Linked DNA regions of Mus musculus: region 2 is linked to region 1. A link is a contact called in public Hi-C data. All regions are on one chromosome and are shown on one strand. The core of a region is the stretch at or near the end of the contact, and the rest is flanking DNA. Distances in the headings are between cores, read along the strand shown. Region 1 holds the start of Trappc6b (trafficking protein particle complex 6B). Region 2 holds the start of Fkbp3 (FK506 binding protein 3).

What was found. Hi-C and Micro-C count contacts between places; a contact is called where the count stands out from the background.
Region 2: a contact with region 1 is called in a Hi-C map of regulatory T cells, with 5 times the contacts expected there. The contact joins the promoter of Fkbp3 here to the promoter of Trappc6b in region 1. A contact is called at or near these places in 6 of 39 promoter capture datasets (cranial neural crest, frontonasal cranial neural crest, hippocampal neurons and 3 more), 6 of 484 Hi-C or Micro-C datasets (CD4 T cells, LSK cells, cerebellum and 3 more), 1 of 115 datasets of contacts at active chromatin or transcription factors (astrocytes) and 1 of 9 other capture datasets (liver).

What each region holds. Positions count from the first base shown.
Region 1 is chr12:59,059,782-59,063,137 of GRCm38.p6, reverse strand. It overlaps Trappc6b (trafficking protein particle complex 6B), which reads left to right and starts at 1,666. Exons shown (of 6, transcript NM_030057.3): 1 at 1,666-1,982. The coding sequence starts at 1,902.
Region 2 is chr12:65,072,273-65,075,628 of GRCm38.p6, reverse strand. Fkbp3 (FK506 binding protein 3) reads left to right here and starts at 1,691. Exons shown (of 7, transcript NM_013902.4): 1 at 1,691-1,814. The coding sequence starts at 1,707. Fancm (Fanconi anemia, complementation group M) reads right to left here and starts at 26. Exons shown (of 23, transcript NM_178912.4): 1 at 1-26.

The DNA of each region.
Region 1 (3,356 bases), core at 417-2,916:
GCACAGACTCTTGTGTACATCATTTCAGTGACACCTGTAAAATCTTCAGTCTTGGGGGCTGGAGAGATGGCTCAGTGGGTAAGAGCACCGACTGGTCTTCCAAAGGTCCTGAGTTCAAATCCCAGCAACCAGCTGGGCGTGATGGCGACGCCTTTAATCCCAGCACTTGGGAGGCAGAGGCAGGCGGATTTTTGAGTTCGAGGCCAGCCTGGTCTACAGAGTGAGTTCCAGAGAAACCCTGTCATGAAAAACAAACAAACAAACAAACAAACAAACAAAAAAAAAATCCCAGCAACTACATGGTGGCTCACAACCATCTGTATTGAGATCTGACACCATTTTCTGGTACGTCTGAAGACAGCTACAGTGTACTTATATATAATAATAATTTATTATAAACCTTCTTAAAAAAATCTTCAGCCTTTTTTTTTTTCCTGCTTTATTGAGACAGGGTTTCTTTGTGTACCTCTGTCTGTCAAGAAACTAATCCCAGCACTCGGGAAGTAGAGGCAGGCAGATTTCTGAGTTTGAGGCCAGCCTGGTCTACAGAGTGAGTTCCAGACAGCCAGGGCTATACAGAGAAACCCTGTCTCGAAAAACCAAGAAAAGAAAAGAAAAGAAAAGAAACAAAACAAAACTAGCTCTGGCCCGGTGGTGGTGGCACATGCCTTTAATCCCAGCAGTTGGGAGGCAGAGTCAGGTGGTATTTCTGAGTTTGAAGCCAGCCTAGTCTACCGAGTGAGTTCCAGGACAGCCAGGGCTATATAGAGAAACCCCATCTTGAACCAAACCAAACCAAACCAAAACACAAAAAAACAAAAAAACAAAAAAGAAACTAGCTCTGTACACCAGGCTAGCCTCAAACTTAAGAGATCCACTTGCCTCTGCCAGCACTTTTTACCTGGTCCTCATAATGACTATATTTTCCTATTTAAGTGTGTCTTGTGGGTTTATGTTCTTATACCACTACTAATTGTCCCTTAAATCCATTTCCCAAGAATCCTCAAAGGCAAGATGGCTTTTTAGGCTTTTTTTGTTTTTGTTTTTTGGTAAACTTCGTTTAATCCACCGTATTCTGATCTGCTATTTGTAGTCTGAAGAGGGTTTAGAAGCCGGTGTGATGGTGCGAGCCTTTAATTCCTGCACATGAGAAGCTGAAGGAGCTCAAAGTTTGAGGTTAGATTGAGCTAGGCTGGCCTCGAACTCAGAGATCTGCCTGCCTCTGCATCCTGAGGCCTGGGACTAAAGGCTTGTGCTACTACCAACCACCTGGCCAAAAATTAAAAAATAAAAAAAGAATATATATATATATGTTATATATATATATATAATGTTATATATAATATATACAACATCTATTATATAACATATAACGTATTGCATATATAATATATTATGTGTAATATATATATTTGACAGAGGCTTCTTTTTATAATTTATGCTGGTCTCCAACTTAAGGCAATCCTCCTGCTACATCTCCCAGGACGCTAGGATTATATATATGAACCACCACGCCAGACTTTCAAGTCAGACCCTTGGTTCTTTACCCTTTAGCCCTATGCCCCTGACCCTGCCTCATCTGGGAGAGCCTGGACCAGGCCGCAGCAGCTAATCACCAGCCCACCCACCGTAGAGCAGGACGCCGGAAGTTGCTCAGCCCAGCCCGGAAGTGGCTCAGGCTCCACGCCCAGCGCTATAGTCTTGGCAGAGTGTGGGGCTGTCACAGGGTCTCTAGGGCCCAGTGGCGGCGGCCCCGGGGAGGGGCGCGGTCCACGGCGGCCTTCCGCGGCCTTAGGACCCGGGTAGGCCGCTGAGCACGGCGTGCGGTGGGCGCGGGGTAACGGGAACCTCGAGTCCCGCACTGATCGGAGCCGACTCGGCGCTGGAGGGATCGGCGGGAAATGGCGGACGAGGCGTTGTTTTTGCTTCTCCATAACGAGATGGTGTCCGGAGTGTACAAGTCCGCCGAGCAGGGGGAAGTGGTGAGTGCCGCCACGCACCCTGGGGTCCTGCGGTGACACTTGCCTCCATTCCTCTCCCGCCCTGCTGACGTAGACGCCCGGTAGCTTAGACCGAGCTGGTCCACCTAGAGGCATCCCACAGAATATAATCTGTCTGTCGGCTGCCTCCTCCGAGATGGGATCTCTCATCCATCTCCTTTTTTGTCTTCTGTGTGGTGTGTTCGTGCCCGTATGTTCCTTTGAGTGCGTGCTACAGGACTTTATTCTTGACCTTGATAAGATTTACCTAGAGTCTAACTGCAGAGCTGATTGTGACTTTCCTGCTTAATTTTCCAACAGTTTTAGAGGCCAGCTAGCCACTGTCCCAGCGAGACTATACCTTTCTCATCTCTTGATTCAGGATACCACTGCACACAACTCCAAGGCCACAGCCTGATGAACCGTGGAGTTAAAGCAAGGAAACTTTGCGAGATTTTCAGCAGTAATTATGAAACCACTTAAATTAATTACTTAAAAATACTTAAGTGTTCATTATGTCAGAACTGGTTTTAGGAGTTTGGTGTTAATGTTGAGTGCCACAGTAAGTAACCCCATCCTTTTGGAGGTTACATCGAGTGTGAGAGTTCTTAGTCTCTCGCGATTCTTCTGGAAAACAGTAAGCATGCCTAGTGCTTTACATCTGCTTTCTGTATATGGGTATTTTGCCAGCATGTCTATCTGTGCATCCTGCATGCCAAATGCCAACAGAGGCCAGAGGAGGGCTTCATAGTTAGTCCCTGGAACTGGAAGTACAGAGAGTTGTGAGCTGCCATTGTGGGCACTGGGAGTTGAACCCAGGTCTTCAGGAAGAGCAGCCAGTACTTGTAATTGCTGAGCCATCTCTTCAGCCTGCTTAAATTCTATTCCAAATTACACCCATCTACAATAGAACCCTTCCCCCACTCCCCGTTACAGCATCTTCACTGTGTTATCATTGGTAGTTGCCTAAAGCTGCCTTTAACATTTAGTCTCTCCCCAACACAAAACAACTAGTAATATATTCCTTCATCTTTTATCATGAAATCTCAGCCATTATTTTAATCTTCCTACCTTTTATTGACTTCTTTTTAAAACAGTTTACTTATTTTATTTATGAGTATATAAATATAGCTGTCTCAGACACACCAGTAGAGGGCATCTGATCCCATTACAAATGGTTGTGAGCCACCATGTGGTTGCTGGGAATTGAACTCAGGACCACTGAAAGAGCAGTCAGTGCTCTTAACTGCTAAGCCATCTCTCCAGGCCCCTTTTATTGACTTTTAAGTGGGTTAGCCCAAAATAAGGTTCTACCCACAACAAATCCTTTTAAAAATTAAGAAAAAGAAAATACCCAAAGGTTGTGAATGGCTTACC
Region 2 (3,356 bases), core at 442-2,941, 6.0 Mb before region 1:
AGTCTCCCGCCAGCGACACAGTGGGTCCCGGGGGCGGGACTGGCGGGTTAAAGAACCCGCCGCCGATTTTGCGGCGGGAAGATGATTGGTTGCCATTCCGGAAATCAGAAGAAGCGCATGCGTATTGCGCGAAGTGTGTGACGGGCTGGGGGCGGGTGTCTGGATTTAGCATCTTTGCAAGTTTTGCTGTGTTTTGTTTGTTTTCGTTTTGTTACCCTTCCCATCCCTCGAGCGGGCTTGAAGGCAATCTCAAACCTGGAGCGGTGGCTCTGGCCTGAGGAGGAGTCTGGAGAATCAGGTCTAGGTCATCCTTGACGTCCAGAGTTTCCAGGTCAAAATTAACATAAGTAAATAGAATGTAGTTTTTGCTGTGCTTTAAATGAGCTGTCACTGCTAACGACATACTACATACGGGGTTAAGATACATAACTTCGTGACCCCAGGACAAGCATTCAGTCATCGTTTGTAACCGTAACATGATTGAAGCAAAAGTAGAGATAAATAATATTTTTCTCCATCTATGCTGAGAAAATGCAGTTTTGTGTTATACAAATGGCAGTTTTAATGTTTTGTCTGTCTAAAGAATGTGCTCTGGCCCTGCATTCATTGAGAAACTAAAACAAATACATTTTTGTCGTGGGATTTCTTTTTCTGTTTTCCTCCGTATGTTTTTGTTTCACACGGGTTCTTGCTCTGAGGCCCACTCTGGCCTGGAACTCTGCATGCAGACCAAAATGACCTTGAGTTGGCCAATGTCCTGCCTCATCTTGTAAGGGGCTATACGGGCTCCTAAGTGCTACAGACATACACTTCATATCTTAACTCTCACATAATGATTACAGCTATAGAGCAGTAAGTGTTCTTGCCCAGTTCTGTTAGTGACAGCTTTCTGCTTTTAGTCTTGGGTACCAGTACAAAATCGGTAAACATCTATTTCCTCAGTTACTGAAACAAAGTACAAACACGCGAAGCTCTTGCTGTACATACACCACCCTCACTATCGTAAAGAGGTATTTTAAGTACAGCGTAATTACATTGTTTTATTCAAGTTTCTAAATTTGTAGGCAAAGCTCTGTCGGGAGAGGTTTGCATTTAGTTTTGTGGAAATTGTTTGATGGGCAAGGACTAGGCCAATCCAGATAAGATTAGAGTAGAACTAGCCTAAAATGAGATTGAAAACCCGAATGCTGTTATTTTCTTTAAACCGTTTACAATCTGTACTTTTAAAGACATCGTAAGCCGTAAATAATAAACAAGTGGGCGTGATGGCTGCCCAAAGAACGCCTCAGAAAGCATCAAAATAAGGTTTGCCATCATCACTGCATGCCGCTGGCCAAGAGACCTGCACAGATTTTCATTCTACTCAACAAGGCCCTCACAGCCCAGTGTTGACATCACCCTAGCTCACGAGTCAATCCGGTTTAGGACCATGGCGGCCGGGCCCCGGAGTCCCGCGCAGGACCCGTGGGGACAGAGAGTGGACGGAAGAAACCCCCAGGCTCAGCAAAGCAGAAGCCCCGCCTCCTCGCGCGCCACGCATGCCCAGGCCACCCTTCAGGGCCGGGGCTGCGTAGAAAGTGTGGGCTGATTCCAAAAGGCGGAGGCCCCACCCCTAGAGCGTGGCGTAAGCCCGGGCCACGCCCTGAGGGCGGGACCGCGCCGGATTGAGGCGGGCTGGCTCAGTGCAGCGGCAGCAGCAGGGGAAGATGGCGGCGGCTGTTCCGCAGCGTGCATGGACCGTGGAGCAGCTGCGCAGCGAGCAGCTGCCCAAGAAGGACATTATCAAGTTTCTGCAGGATCACGGTTCAGATTCGGTACCAAAGGCATCTGGGCGGCCAGGCCGGGGCGTCCCGGGGCAGCTTCACCCCCCCCGGAGATGCCTTACATACCGGATTCCTCGGTGCCCCCGCCCTCGCCCTCTGTGGCCGGTGCTGGCCAGGCCTGAGCGGCCCGCGTGAGCTCCCACTCTCCCGCCCCTTGGGCCGCCCCAGATTCCGCGGGGTTCGGCCCTTATTTCCTAGGGCAGGCCCTGGAGCTGCGGCCGTAGATTTAAATCCCAGACAGGATCTGTGAGGGCCGAGGACCTGAGGAGAAGGACCCTGAAATGCTGGCGTCTGAGGCGGGGGCGAGGACTCGGGAGTGCATGCTGCCGGGGCGCACAGTGCTGGCCACTGGGAAATGGGAGGGAGGGGTGTAAGGATGCGAGGGAGCCTCGTGTGCATCTAGTTTGTCTTACCCATGTACTGAATACCGAACTATGATCCGTGATTTTCAGAAACCCACATATTACTGTTTTAACTTTTTTTGTTACAAATCTTTTACAAAATAACCTTAGGGGAATTAAATGTGAATTTTTAATACGGCGGGCTTCTGTGATTATAAGCACGCAGATTTGAAAAATTCTAGTTGTATAATGCAGCTTTCAGCCCTGTCCGCATCTTAGCCACCCATTTTGTAGTCACGGGTTATTTTGTTAGACTTGAGTTTTTGCCCTTCAGGAAGGGTCATTCATTCCCACCCCCACCCCAGCCCCCCCGACTCCTTAATCTTTTTGGAGGCAACATCTCATAGCCCAGACAGGCCTCAAACTCCCTTGACCTTACCTTCATCTAGCAAGTGCTAGGAATAACAGCCCTGCTCCATCACGTCATGTTCTGTACCTCAGTTAAATTATTTTGAGGTTTTTTTTTCCGGGGGGGGGGGGTTGCTTTGTTTTTGTTTTTTGAGACAGGGTTTCTCTGTGTAGCCCTGGCTGTCCTGGAACTCGATCTGTAGACCAGGCTGACCTTGAACTCAGAAATCCACCTGCCTCTGCCTCCCAAGTGCTGGGATTAAAGGCGCTCTCCACCACTGCCCCACCTCAGTGGTCATACACGATGTGCATCAATCTACCATTTTAAAATAGAAGGTGCAGCCTAAATTAAGTTTTGCTACAGATTTTCAGATTCAAAAATGTCAAGATAGCGAGTGCTGTGTGATTCCAAAATATGAAAATGCATTTAGTGACATTTAAATGGGTATTTTCCAGTGATCATTCACATACTCATGCCTGTGTTTTTACAGTCCTGTCATTTCGGTTTAAAAAGTTTCTGGGTTCTTTTGAGAAGATTGTATTTTCACTTAAGATCTTGTTGGGAGACCCAAGAACTCTCACACTTCTCCAGGCGTCAGGATATGGTCCAGCCATATTTATGAAACGTGTAGTACACTGTAGAACTGTTTGAGTGAATATACAAGAGTGAAAGGAAAAGGCCCCTTTGCGGATAGACCCACTTGCCATTTTAATGGGTATTCTCTTGAGCCATTATGATGTTCAGCAGTAGAGTTGGGCATTTAATACCTCAATACTGTACTTC